Linked DNA regions of Mus musculus: all the other regions are linked to region 1. Evidence: chromatin contacts called from public HiChIP or PLAC-seq data. All regions are on one chromosome and are shown on one strand. The core of a region is the stretch at or near the end of the contact, and the rest is flanking DNA. Distances in the headings are between cores, read along the strand shown.

Evidence for each region. HiChIP or PLAC-seq counts read pairs in DNA pulled down with a chosen protein or histone mark.
Region 2: a FOXA1 HiChIP or PLAC-seq map of pancreatic cancer cells shows a contact between it and region 1. The contact joins the promoter of Slc41a1 here to the enhancer-like site in region 1. A contact is called at or near these places in 5 of 39 promoter capture datasets (the 3T3-L1 cell line, liver and pre-B cells) and 1 of 115 datasets of contacts at active chromatin or transcription factors (pancreatic cancer cells).
Region 3: a contact with region 1 is called in an HNF4G HiChIP or PLAC-seq map of pancreatic cancer cells. The contact joins two enhancer-like sites.
Region 4: a FOXA1 HiChIP or PLAC-seq map of pancreatic cancer cells shows a contact between it and region 1. The contact joins two enhancer-like sites. A contact is called at or near these places in 1 of 15 datasets of contacts at CTCF or cohesin (the NIH/3T3 cell line), 3 of 115 datasets of contacts at active chromatin or transcription factors (acute myeloid leukemia, embryonic basal ganglia and pancreatic cancer cells) and 1 of 9 other capture datasets (liver).

The regions. Positions count from the first base shown.
Region 1 is chr1:132,093,979-132,097,094 of GRCm38.p6, reverse strand. No RefSeq gene overlaps it. Among named protein-coding and RNA genes, the nearest start is that of Gm37120, 7.1 kb to the left of the region's middle. Within about 2 kb of position 1,339, at least 57 of the 459 cell types and tissues checked have an H3K27ac peak or open chromatin away from gene starts, as enhancers often do. A contact at or near this core is called in pancreatic cancer cells, where this site is marked.
Region 2 is chr1:131,826,232-131,829,316 of GRCm38.p6, reverse strand. It overlaps Slc41a1 (solute carrier family 41, member 1), which reads right to left and starts at 1,305. Exons shown (of 11, transcript NM_173865.3): 1 at 924-1,305.
Region 3 is chr1:131,713,207-131,716,342 of GRCm38.p6, reverse strand. Rab7b (RAB7B, member RAS oncogene family) reads right to left here. Exons shown (of 6, transcript NM_145509.3): 6 at 904-3,136. Among named protein-coding and RNA genes, the nearest start is that of Gm30104, 19 kb to the left of the region's middle. Within about 2 kb of position 1,487, at least 26 of the 459 cell types and tissues checked have an H3K27ac peak or open chromatin away from gene starts, as enhancers often do. A contact at or near this core is called in pancreatic cancer cells, where this site is marked.
Region 4 is chr1:132,351,765-132,355,322 of GRCm38.p6, reverse strand. No RefSeq gene overlaps it. Among named protein-coding and RNA genes, the nearest start is that of F730311O21Rik, 12 kb to the right of the region's middle. Within about 2 kb of position 1,707, at least 60 of the 459 cell types and tissues checked have an H3K27ac peak or open chromatin away from gene starts, as enhancers often do. A contact at or near this core is called in pancreatic cancer cells, where this site is marked.

The DNA.
Region 1 (3,116 bases), core at 90-2,589:
GTATCCTATGTGCAAAATATAATAAACGTACTCACTTCCCAACACAGAAAAGGCTTGGCACACATTAAGGGATCAGTAAATGTTAGTCACGATTGCCTATTGACGGAAGATTTTGAGTGTAGGGGGAATCTAAATTAGTCCGGAGTCTCTGTTTGTGTCCTTGCCACATCCAAGGTTAGTCCTTACCACCCAGGCTGCAAGTGAAGGTGATAAAGAAAGCCAGGGATCAGAGTTCCCAGGTTGGGCTTTCTCCTCTTGCTAAACCTCTCTGTGAATACGGGCCAGGAGGAGGCAGCACTGGCTGGATAGGAGGGTATGTCCACCAGTGTCTCTTAAGCCAGGCCTCTGCCTCCTTAGGCTCAGCTTCCAGTGCTGAGTGGTGGGGTATGGGAAGGAGACAGACATGCAGATTGTGGATCCCTGGATCTTTGCATCTGAGGATCTAGGGAAGAAATGGAATTCTCTGCCTGCTCTGTCCTGTGTAAATCTAAGAGGCAGTCATAGTCACCCTCCTCCACGGAAATGCTCCGCTTGGGTGGGACTCCACTCAGATCTCCTTCCTGCTGCTCTGCAGGGACTGGGAAGGTTCCTGGGAAGGTACAGAAGATTCTGGGTCAAGCATCATGACTTAGTCACTTAACACTACAAGAGGCCACATACCCCTGCTCCCCAGCGGACCTGCCATTTTTGGAGAGCCTCTCCCCTCAGCTTTGGCCATGGGAAGAAGAGCGGCATTGACTGTGGAGCCTGAAAGGATCTGACATCCATCTCTGGAAGAAAGAGGGTGGGAAGGAGGGATGGGTGGAAGAAGGAGAGAAGGGAGGAGAGGGAAAGGGAGAAGAAGGAAAAGAGAGATGCCTTCCAGGCAGCAAGGCATCATAGTGAGTGCCTGAAATCCTAGCATTTGGGAAGTGGAACTTGAGGATCAGGAGTTCAAGGCCTGCCTAGGCTACTAGAAACTCTGGAGAGAAGGAGGAGGAGAGGAAGGGAAGAGAAAAAGGCTGTCTTTTTAAAATCAGTATTTACAGGAAGAATTGGGATAACCCAGGGGTAGATGGCTTCCAACACAAAAAAAGGTCTTAGATTCACACCACCACCACCAATAAGAAAATGTCACCAGGTAGAGAGCCCTAGCAATTGGTGAATACAGACTGTAACCACATTAGGCAGAACACCAAGACTGCGCCCTAGACACCAACAGAAAGGAGACACGGAAGTGTGTGAGGACTTCCGGCCAGCTCCACCACTCGCCTGTCTGCTGGTCTGCCAGAAGGTAGAGGCAGCAGTGGGGTCTGGAGTCACGCCCGCTATGGGAATGCTTATCTACATTGTGAGCCAGGGCCTGGCTTGCACAGATGACTCACACTAGCAGAGGAATCCAGGCCAGCAGGAAACAGGTGGCTACCCTGACACAAAGGAGATACTGACTCTGTTGGACGGTGGTACCATTGGAGCCGGACCCTAGGGCTGAGTGCATTTCTGCAGAACCAGGACAAGCACCAAGGTCTCTGCCCAGAAATCGCAAGATCTCCCTGGTGGAGATAAAAGGGAGGACTGGGAAGCAAGCAGGGGTTTCTATTGCACGTGGTTGAGGCCCTGTGTAGCAGTGCAGGCTGAGGGGCGTGACCATTACCTGACTGTTAGAAGCAATACATGTACATTTTTTAAAAAATGGAGCAAAACACAAGCTTGGGTTGCAGCTCAGTTGGTAGAGTTACTGGATAGTGAGAGTAAAGACCTGGGTTTGGGGTTGGTGAGATGGCTCAGCAGGTAAGAGCACTGGCTGCTCTTCCAAAGGGCCCAAGTTCAAATCCCAGCAGCCACATGGTGACATCACAACCACCAGTAATGAGATCTGACTCCCTCTTCTGTGTGTGTCTGAAGATAGCTACAGTGTATCTATTATCTATAGCTACAGTGTATCTATTTATAATAATAAATAAATTTTTGGGCCAGAGTGAATGGTGTTGACCAGAGTGAGCAGAGGTCCTAAAATTCAATTCCCAACAACCACATGAAGGCTCACAACCATCTATACAGCTACAGTGTACTCACATACATAAAATAAATAAATCTTAAAAAATAAAAAAGACCTGGGTTTGACCCCTGGATCACATGAGAGTGTGACCGTGGGCTGTGCACAGATTATACAAGTATGTATCTCTACAGATACCACACATACGCACACATATATAACACATGCATGGAATCAAAACAATATGTCCTATATAGGCAGTATGTATTTTTACTTGTTGTGTTTTGCAGTGCTGGTGATGAACCCAGGACCTCCCACACGAGAGGCCAGTGTTCTATTACTGAGCTGAAACCCCTGATCCTATAGGCATATTAGTGTAACAAAATCCATATTTTATTTATATTCAAGAGTATGCTATACCAGTTGAGCATCCCTAAATTGGTATCCTCAAAATACTTAACAGTCTGGAACTTTGGGAGCATTGATATGACATCACAAATGTATCCACACCTGCCCTCACGTGCCAGGTTGCAGATAAAATGCAAGTGCAATAAAAATGGGCTGGAGAGATGGTTCTGTGGTTAAGAGCACCAACTGAGGGCTGGAGAGATGGCTCAGTAAATGTATCCACACCTGCCCTCACGTGCCAGGTTGCAGATAAAATGCAAGTGCAATAAAAATGGGCTGGAGAGATGGTTCTGTGGTTAAGAGCACCAACTGAGGGCTGGAGAGATGGCTCAGTGGTTAAGAGCACCGACTGCTCTTCCGAAGGTCCTGAGTTCAAATCCCAGCAACCACATGGTGGCTAACAACCATCCGTAATGAGACCTGACGCCCTCTTCTGTGCATCTGAAGACAGCTACAGTGTACTTAGATTTAATAATAAATAAATCTTTAAAAAAAAAAAAAAGCACTGACTGTTCTTCCAGAGGTCCTAAATTCAATTCCTAGCAACCACATGGTGGCTCACAATCAACAGTGATGGGCTCTGATGTCCTCTTCTTGTGTGTCTGAAGACAGCGACAGTGTACTCATATACATTAAATAAATAATATTTTTAAAAAGTTGTGCAAAATTACCTTTAGGCTAGGAATACAGCTCAGTGGTGGAATGTGTGCTCATTGTGTGCAATGCTTTGGGC
Region 2 (3,085 bases), core at 56-2,555, 270 kb after region 1:
CAGATAGGACCCGGCAGTTAACTAGATTGAAGAGACAGAGGGTGAAGCTACTGTTTATTCCTACATTTTTGGTTGCCTGGCCTTCCCCCTTTCCTCTCGGGTTACTGACAGCCAGACATGGTGTAACTCTTAAAAACAAAAATATCATCGGTAAAAGGTGTAGAAAGAGGAAAGAAAAACAAAGTCAGGCAAATCCAAGTGTCACAAGCTAATATGCATTTACTCCCAAATCATGTCTGTCTTTGCCTGCCCTGCTTTTCTTAGCTTAAAGGAATCCCCACGAATTGCCACCAACTTGTTGCATTTCACCAGCATGGCTCTCAATAGTAAAAAAAAAAAAAAAAAAAAATCCAGAGGGTTTTGCAGGTATGATGAACAGGCTGTTAGTATTCCAAACACTCACAATTAGTCAACTCCAGTTTGGTTAAGGCAGAATCAAACTCTAGGGCCCAAGTTATGAGTCTTCCACTAACTCGGTCACCAGCCAAGCCACCTTAACACAGCACCGTTGTTTTCAAAGATCCTCACTAGTCAGCCAAGAGGAAACACTCAGTCTGAGTCCACCGCCCCCGAGCCAGCAAAGTTTCTGAGTTCCTTCGCTAAAACCTGACTGCCCCCTCCCTCCCGTCTTTCTGGCAGGCCACTTTGACCTGGAAGGGGGCTAGCAAGGGGAGCAGGCCAGTCTCTCAACTACATCAGCAGTAAAGCCACTACCGATGGGCCTCAGGCTCTAGGAAGCCGCGTCTCCTTTCCAAGCGGGGATGGACAAAAAAGCCCGGTTTAGGTATCCCCAACTACAGGGGTGGGGAGGAGGAGTGCCTAGTTGATTTCCGCCGACTCCCGGCAACTCAAGACTGCAAAAGCACTGCGTCCTGGAGTCCCCCGCCCTCGTCTCCCTCCCTCCCAGACCCAACAACACTGACCTGCGCCTTGCTGGGGAGAAAGGGCGCCTGGAGAGTGGTAGCAGGGGCCCGCGGAATTGGGGGATGTAGGGTACCCCCTCTTCTCATCACTCCTCCCCCTCAGCCGTCCTCCTCGAGCCCCCGCGTGTTCCCCGCTACACCCCCAGGCAAGGCGAGCGTCCAACCGCGACACCCGGCTCGCTACATTTCGCTTCTGCCTTCCTGTGAGGCCGCCGCTCCGATTCCACGAGGGGAGGTGGCCTGGTGGGGGGCGATCAGGATATTCCGCCTCGGGCTGGTGTGGACCGGACTGGGCCTGAGATGCCGAGCTCGCTCGTCCCCAATCGCCTCTTGCCCGCGGACTTGGACAAGAGTGTTTGGCTGTGGGTGGCAAACGTGATCTGGGGCAGAGCGGGTGGTAACCCCCCTCCATCAAGAATAGAGTCAGGATGGACAACTGCATCAGCCAATCAGAGCAGGAAAAGGGGCGGGCCCCGCCCAGGCCCCGCCCATTTCCCCGGCGTTTCTTGAGCTGGGGGCGGGGTGAGGGGGAAAACGCAGCAGAGTGACGGGAACTCAGAATTGGAGGGTGTTGTGGGCTCGCGGTGCTCAAGCGCGGGCGGGTGCTGCGCTCCTGAGTTCCCACGGCCTCTCAAGGCGAGCGTTCTGCTACGCATGTACTCCTGAATCTTGACTATCTCTAGTGAGCCTCTGGGCCTTCCAGAAGACCCGAAACCACCCCTTTGAGCCGGCCAGCTGGCGATCGCCCGGGCCGCAGCAGCCATCGCGTGTTCCTTCTCCACGCCCAGTCCCTACCTTCTTCCTGGGCACAGTTCCTATTCATCAGGCTCCTCATCTCTCCTTCCAGGTTCCTTGTTCCTCTGGGCGACTGACCGAACCTTAATCTGCCTTAATAAAGTTCCAGCCTTGATAGGGGTGGGGATGGGCAGACTGGAGGGAAAATTTGGTAGACTCATGGCTGGGGCTACACACACCAATGAGGTAAGGGCGGAGGGGAGCGGGGGTTTCCTTTGACCCAATCGTGGCCCCGTGGGAGAGAAGTCTCCATCCCGGGCGAAATGAACGCCAACTTTCCCTGACGCACCTTGTGGAATCAAAGTGTTTTCATCCTCGCTTTTGCCACTTCCTCCCTGGGGTGTCTTCACTTCATCAATCCAAAATCAGTACCAGTTAGTTCTCTTTGGGTTGTTTTTGTGAAGGGGATGTGACCTCCCTATAAAGGAACTCCCATTTCCAGCCTTTCCCCCTTCATCGGTAGAGTCTATAACCAGAGGTTCCTTTCCTGTCACCTTCTTCCCTAGAAATGTTCCTTGGGGCAACTGAGCATTTTTCTAGACCATAGAGCCTATGACCAGAGGTTCCTTTCCTGTCACTTTCTTCCCTAGAAAGGTTCCTTGGGGCAATTGAGCATTTCTCTAGACCGTTGAATAAGGATAGGATGTATATAGGAGAGAAAAAGAGTGCTGGCTACTGAGCACACATGCTCAACAGCAACTGGAGAGGGCCATTCCTTTGGACAATGATAACAAATGTAGCCACAAAAACCTGTCCCCACCTGCTAATCCAGCAACCCCGGGCTCAGCTCCGCTGCTAGGATATCAAAGGTCTATATTTTTTAAGGGCCCAGCAAATGTCACTGTAGTTGAACTCCAATTTTGGTTTCACAGCCAAGTCTATGTTTGGATATGGAAGTTACTCCTAGATTGGGCAACACTAGGTCTTCGCCAGAAGGACCAGTTTTTGTGCACAATGAGTATAGATTGAGAGGAAAACTAAGACTGATTATATGGCTGCCTGAGTGTTGGCAGTCTTAGCCCTTGGGAGACAGAAGCAGGAGACTCTACAAATATGAGGTCGTCTGGGTCTACCAAGAGACAGTGCCTCATAGTTAGAGTTATACAGTTGAGACTCTGCCTCAAGGCCAAAAACTTTCATCCAATAGCAACTTAAAAACAAAATCTTTGTCCTTCTCTTATTTCCACCCCCATACTCTTTATCTACTTGAAAAGTTTTTCTTTTTAGTCGAAGTAAACTGAACATATGGGAAAGTGCGTAAAACCTAGAGTATGGACCACCAAATTATGGTACAGGGAACAGGCTGATGAAACCACCACCAAAAGGAAGAATTCAGTCATTACTGCCACCCCAGAAGCTCCCTTGGT
Region 3 (3,136 bases), core at 238-2,737, 380 kb after region 1:
TCTCTCCCTCTCTTCTACCAATTGTCATTTCCCTTCCTTTTAATTGTTGGTTGAGTAATACATTTAAAGACCTGGGAGTTCAAAATGAAGGCCTATACCTTGGAAAGACTTGATCCTGCCTGCCCAGACTTTCCCATGAAAGGTAACCCACATTTACTAATTTCTCACTTATCCTCCTAAATTCTCCTTATGTAGAAGTTGTTATGCAAACTTTCTATGGTAGACTACATAAGGTATTATATACATGATTTTGCTGCTGAATTCCAGTACACCCTGGATTAAGAACAACTGTGTTCTTAAACGGCTGGAGAGATGGCTCAGCGGTTAAGAGCACGGACTGCTCTTCCAGAGGTCTGAGTTTAGTTCCCAACAACCACATGGTGGTTCACAACCATCTGTAATGGGATCTGACGCCCTCTTCTGGTGTGTCTGAAGATAGTGACAGTGTGCTCATATACATTGAAAAAAAAATCTTAAAAAAAAAAAAAGAATAGCTGTGTGCAGGGCTGTGACTACATAAGATCAGGCCAGCTAAAATCCCAGCAAGGATTGGGGTGGGGGTGGGACTCATGAAATCCCATCACTAGCTGAAGGGCTATTGGCAGTCAGCTGAGTGGAGGGGTGGAGTTAGTTTTCTCCAGGGATGCAGCTACTAAGAGGGAGGTTGCCCGTGCTCCAGTAGATGCATCTACACCTATACATATGCAGGCAGCCCTAGATGGACTCCAAGGAGGCTAAAGGGAGAACACATTAAGTTGTGAGGGAAATGTGGGGGTGGGACATGGGGGAGGTGTGGAAAGGGAGGGAATGGGGTCAGGTTTCATCAAAGCACATTTTATAAGTACATGAAATTCTCAAAAGAATGGAAATGGTGAAAAAAAAAAGTGATGAGGTTTTGGTCTTAGTAAAATCCATTTATGTATTTATTTAAAGAATAGATGGGCAGTAGTCCACTAAAACTCATCCATCCCCTACTGTCCGCCAGTCTGTAAAGCTGAGTGCGGTGAATCAAAACACGCCCACCCTAGCAACTGGGAGCCTGAGGCCGAAGAATACCAAGTTCAAGGCTGCGCATCAATAACTACAACAAAAGACAAACCTATCAGCCCCCTCCCCATAAAAAACAACAAAAAGCACCCCTTCTCTCAAAACAAAAACTAGAGCAGGCCCTGTCTTCATGGAGAGGAAGCATAGCGAACAGTAGTGGGCGCTACTCATCCCAGAGCTACCTGTGTCTAACCAACAGCTCCCCAGCACTGCTCTGGAGCAGGGGGAGGGAGACGAGGGTAAGTGAAAGCCACAGAAGTCCTCATCTGTGGCTCTCCTGTCCCAGTCGAGCTGCTGCTGTTGGTCACTGTGATGTGCACAGAGAGAGTGCACACAAGGCTGCTCTTGGGTGCCAGAGGCCGGTGTGGGACTGCAAGCAGAGCCTGAGAAGCTGTCTGTGGCCGAGGGATAGACAGCCCAACCACCAGGCAGCAGTAGAAAAGCTCTGTTATGTGGGAGCAAACGGCAGCAGAAATGGGCATTTTCCCAAGTCCCTGAGGGCAGGGCCTAACGTCCAAGCCTGCTTTGTTTGGTGATAAGATTTGGCTTTGTTCTTTTCCCGAGCCCCAAGGATACATGCTGCGGGGAGTCCTGATCTGAGTTCTCCGTTGACCAGCAGCCAAGGGTGCTCCACTTGAGCGAGGCTGTGGTGAGCCCGATCAATAGAATCCTGTTGACTGGGGTCTTTTTCTTGAAGGGATGACTATGAAGAGGGCCTGGGATATGTTGCCACCGCGCCCAACTTAGATGTCGCTGTGGTGGGGTGAAGTTCCTGTGCCTGCTGGCATGGATGCTAAGGGCCAGTCTCCAACTCAGGGTGACTCATGGTTGGGCTACAGTGGCTCGCAGGGACCCTTACTGTGGGTCTGGTTGTCAGCTCAGCTCACTCTGCCCTGGGGATTGGTCAGCACATCTCCCAGTTGTAATAGGATATCTGTGAGTCTCCAGGCCCACAGGTCCCTGCTTCCATTTGGAATATTTAGTCTGTGCTATGACTCTAAAGAGGACACAGAATCTATGTCATGTGCTTTAAGGCTGTGGCAGAGCCTTCCCTTCAGGCTACAGTGTGTCCAGCAGGGTCGGGCCAGAGCTCTGTTGTTTGAGCTGAAAGCTCACTGCTTTCTCAGGACCACGTCACGGGGAGGTGAGTCCTCAGGAGGGTTCACCTCCAATGTCGGATGCTGTTATTGCTGTCTTGAAGTCTTAATTTTTGAACAATCTCACTTTTTTACGGGGCCCTGGAAATGAAATGATGTGGCTTTTACTGCCTACACTTTAACATCGTTGACATGCCAATTATGCTGACATAGATTTTTTTTTTTAAAAAATTAAAAAGCAAACACCATAGTCTCTTCTCGTCCAAAGAAACTCCTGGACATCCCCCTCCCCCATAGATATCTAAAGTTACATAGTACTAATCCCGCCCCCAGGTGCTATGTTTCCTCCTAGTCACACAAGCGTATGACAGAGTATAATGAATAAATTAGGTACAGCAAGAGATGGACAATAATTGACAATAAATTAAATGACCATGAGTCTGTACAAGTAATAAAAGGCTATAAATGCATATTCTAAAGATACTGTACTGTTCCCGACCTTATCCTCATGTGACAACATGAGATGATGGCGTATCTCAGTGATGAGATAGTGACATGGGTATTGTGGCGTAACTTTGGTTACTATTAATAGAGGCATTTGGAATGATGGCAGTTGATACATCTGAGACAGCTACAAAGTAACTGCTGGATTAGATGCACAGAATAGAGCAAAGGCAACTGACCTGGGTAGGATGGCGCAGCGGTTCACCACACTCCTTCAAATGACACGTGCATTGAAAGTTGTAAGTTATTTATTTCTGGGATTTGCTATTTAATATTTTTGGTCCACAGTTGACCATGGGTAACTGAGACTGGTATCACTGACCAAGAGGGACTATTGTCCCATAAAGGATATAAACAATGGAAACACATACTATTTGCTGCGTACCCTTAGATATGGTCCTTATGTTCATCGTGCTGCCGAATGCACACCTCCCCACACACATCCCTCCACAGTCTGACTTCAGGAGAGCCACACCAATGTGTGACGG
Region 4 (3,558 bases), core at 458-2,957, 260 kb before region 1:
GGGTGGCTGCTCCTGGCTAGACATTTCCTACATTCCTTCCAAGGTCAGATGCCTTCCCAGAATTGGCTCTGAATGCCACTGCCAGCTGCGGCCCACACCGAAAGGGAGCAGGGAGGAAGCAGAGGTCATTCTTGGTCAGTTCTGAGGCTGCAAAGCAAACAGCCTAAGGGAGGTGCAGGCCCCCAAGCTGCATCTTTGTCAAAGAAAGCACTGGCTTACTTCCCTCAGCCAGGAGACAATGGGACACCTAACAGAACCCTGCCATCCTGGGGCTCAGGGAGGCTCCCCTGTTTGTGTCTGTTTGTGTTCCCTCTTTTTTTTTTAAGAAGGGTGAGTTATCCCCCACTTCTTTCTCTTCCCTGAGGTCCAGAGAGTGAGACATTGAGTCAGGGTTACCACTCGTAGTCTGCCTCCTTCAGACTACAAGACCTAGAGGCAGGCCCTTCCCAGAGCATCTATCCCACAAGTGCAGGTCTCACCCCCAGGGTACTAGAGAGCTTAGTCAGACTGGTAGACACCCACTACCTGGGTCTCTTTGGGTGGGGGCAGATAAAAAGACTTGGTGCCTTCTCTCTCCTGGGCAGGTAGCTGCAGAGCCAGCCCACTCGATAACCTCTTGGGTCACAAAGCTGCAGCAAGTGCAAGCTCTGCAAACCCAAAAGGCAGCCCAGGCCTAGTGTGGGGTACAGCTGATTTGTCTGTGCTGCCGAGTGAGGGCAGGGAGGAGACACTGGGACCACGGGAAGAGGAAGGGGAGCTATAACCAGATCTTTCAGGCAGGCTAACCTCTCCTGCAGAGGCAGGCCCTGCAGTCAATCCCGGATCTGGGCTCAAAGTCAACACTGCCACTAGCCTTAGACCTGTCGCACCCAGCTGTTGTCTCACATCGGCCAGTAAGAATGGTGTCTCTGGTACACAGGTGTGGTAACAGGAGACATGTGAGACATCGCATGCCTAAACTTGATGGCACACTCCCTGGAACGTAGAGAAATAACCCAAAGAATGACCACTCCACCTCAACACTAACGCCGGGTGGCAGGTCCAGAACTCCTTGGAGGAACTGAGGTGGACTCTGTAAAGACACACAGGGTGACACTGGCAACACCTCTGACCTGAAGACCCAGGAGCCTTTTCCTCCAGACTAAGAGCCTGCTGATTTGTCTAAGTCTCTCCCCTCAGTCTAATCAGCAGAAGCTTGGCTTCCTAGAAGATGAGACCCACCTGTCCTGAGCCGACATCAAAGCCCTGCAAATGTATCTGTGCGGGGCCCTCCCTCCTCTAGCAGGTGTGGTGTCTAGGAAAGAGAGTGAGTTCCAAAGTCAAGGTGTGTGGATTTGAGTCAAGACTGTCAGCCCCTACACTTGAGAGGAAATGATGTCTACATTGCCCATCGAGTAGGATTTGGCAAGGCACAGAGGTGTCAGGAGTGGGTGTGGTCCCACAGTGCCCCAAAATGACCCCCTCGGGAGCTATTTCCAGGAGATTTCCTACCCATCTAGGACTCCAACAGGGACTCTGATTTGCCACCAGGGCTAGACAAGGAAGCAGCCAGAGTGAAGTGGCTTGAAAGCTTATTGACAACTCTCAGATGAACATGGGAAGAGGCCATGGGCCCCAAGACCTGCTGGGATGGTGTCAAGGGAGGAGAGGAGGTGGGGCTTGCACAGCATATCCAGACGTGTTGGTAAGTCCTGAGTCACCCAAGCAGCCAGAAGGGCAGTCTGGGTGGGGACAGCAGCACTCCCTCTTATACACAGAGCCTCCAGGAGAGCACTCCCACGCTGACAACCCAGCCCTGACATAGTTCGCCGAGTGACCGTCTGGATGAAGTGGCCTGGGCCCATCACTGCTGAAAAGGTCACTTCTGCCACATCCCTGCCTACAGGAAGGACTTATCAAGTTGACTCTTGTTCCAAAAGTACCCCAAGGCTCTTCCCCAGTCTGCCTTTGGGGATCCTGGCTCTGTACCCCGTTAAGCATCTCATCTGAAGCTTCGTGGTTGCCTCTTTCCTTACCCTTATGGGAATTTCAACTCACTGGATAGAAGCCAAAGGCCAGTAAATGCGGTGGCCAGACCCTGTCTTGGCTACAGAAAGGCCACTTCCTCACATCAATCCCCCAGCTGAGAAGCCACTAGCTGTGTCAGGAAAGGTCTTGAGCTATACTTGGAGGTGGTCCTCTGACTATTTATCATACACTCAGAAGATGGAGGCAGGAAGAGAAAGTTTAACTTCCTTTGAGATGGATAACTAATTGAATTCATTCCAGAAAGAAGTTCCCATCACAGACCTGCTGCAACCAGCCGACTTTGACCTATCTTCCCCCTCACCTTCTCAGTCCTGAGAGACACAGCTGAAGAGAAAGGTGCTAACGGGTGGTCCTGATTTTTTTCCACTTTTCCCACTGTGGCTCTTAGGGTTTCCCCCAATAAGGCAAATGACCTTAAACCTAGCCTTAGGTTCATTTCAATCTCGGAAATCTGGTTTTGCGTACCTGGGTATGCATGAACACAGAGACACAACCACACACAAAAGAATGTGTACACGTGCACATATAGACATAAGAAGACATACATACAAGCATATGCATAGATACACATGTACATCTATGAAAATGCAAACACATGCACACATGTGCACACACGCATACAGGCACACAATGGTGCATGCAAGCACACACATACATTCACATGTGTCCACACACATGTGCAGACACAGAAACATGCACTTACATAATACGTACATACACAAATGTATAAACACATATGAACACAACTATGTGCCATGTATGCACAGGTACACATATGCATGTAGTTACACATACATAGGCAAATAGGCACTTTCACACACACAAGAACGCCAGCACAAACATCCAAGCATGTACCATGTACTGGTTAGTTTTGTCAACTTGACACAAGCTGGAGTTATCAAACAAGAGGAGACTTTCATTGAGGAGGCAATTGCCTCCATCAGATTGGCCTGTGAGCACGTCTGTGGGCATCGTCTTGACTAGTGATTGATATGGACAGTAGCGTTGCTCCTGGGCAGAGTTATGCCTGGGCTGATGGTTCTGGGTTATATAAGAAAGCAGGCTGAGGGGCTGCAGAGTCAGTACAGTGGTTATGAAGGCTGGTTACTCTTCAGAGAACCCATCGATTCCCAGGACCCATGTGGCAGCTCACAGCTATCTGTAATTCTAGTTTCAGGGGATCTGATGCTCCTTCTAGCCTTTGCACAGACACACACACACCATCACCTGCATGTATACAAAACTGCTCTTATACAAGCACATATCCCAGTGTCCACACACACATCATTACATCACTTCTCTGGGATTCTAAGTTCTCATCTTAATTGGAGAACTTGAGAGGGAGACACAGATACAGCTAATGAGTTATCAGGCCCTGGAGGCTCAGACAAGATAGGATAAGGTGCTGTGTGGAAGAATCCCACCACAGAGAGAGGAAAGCCCATGGGAGACCCATGATCAGGATCCTGCTTATTTGGGATGCCGGGGTATGGGGTTGTCTGGGACCATCAGGCAGGTCCTCACTGCTGG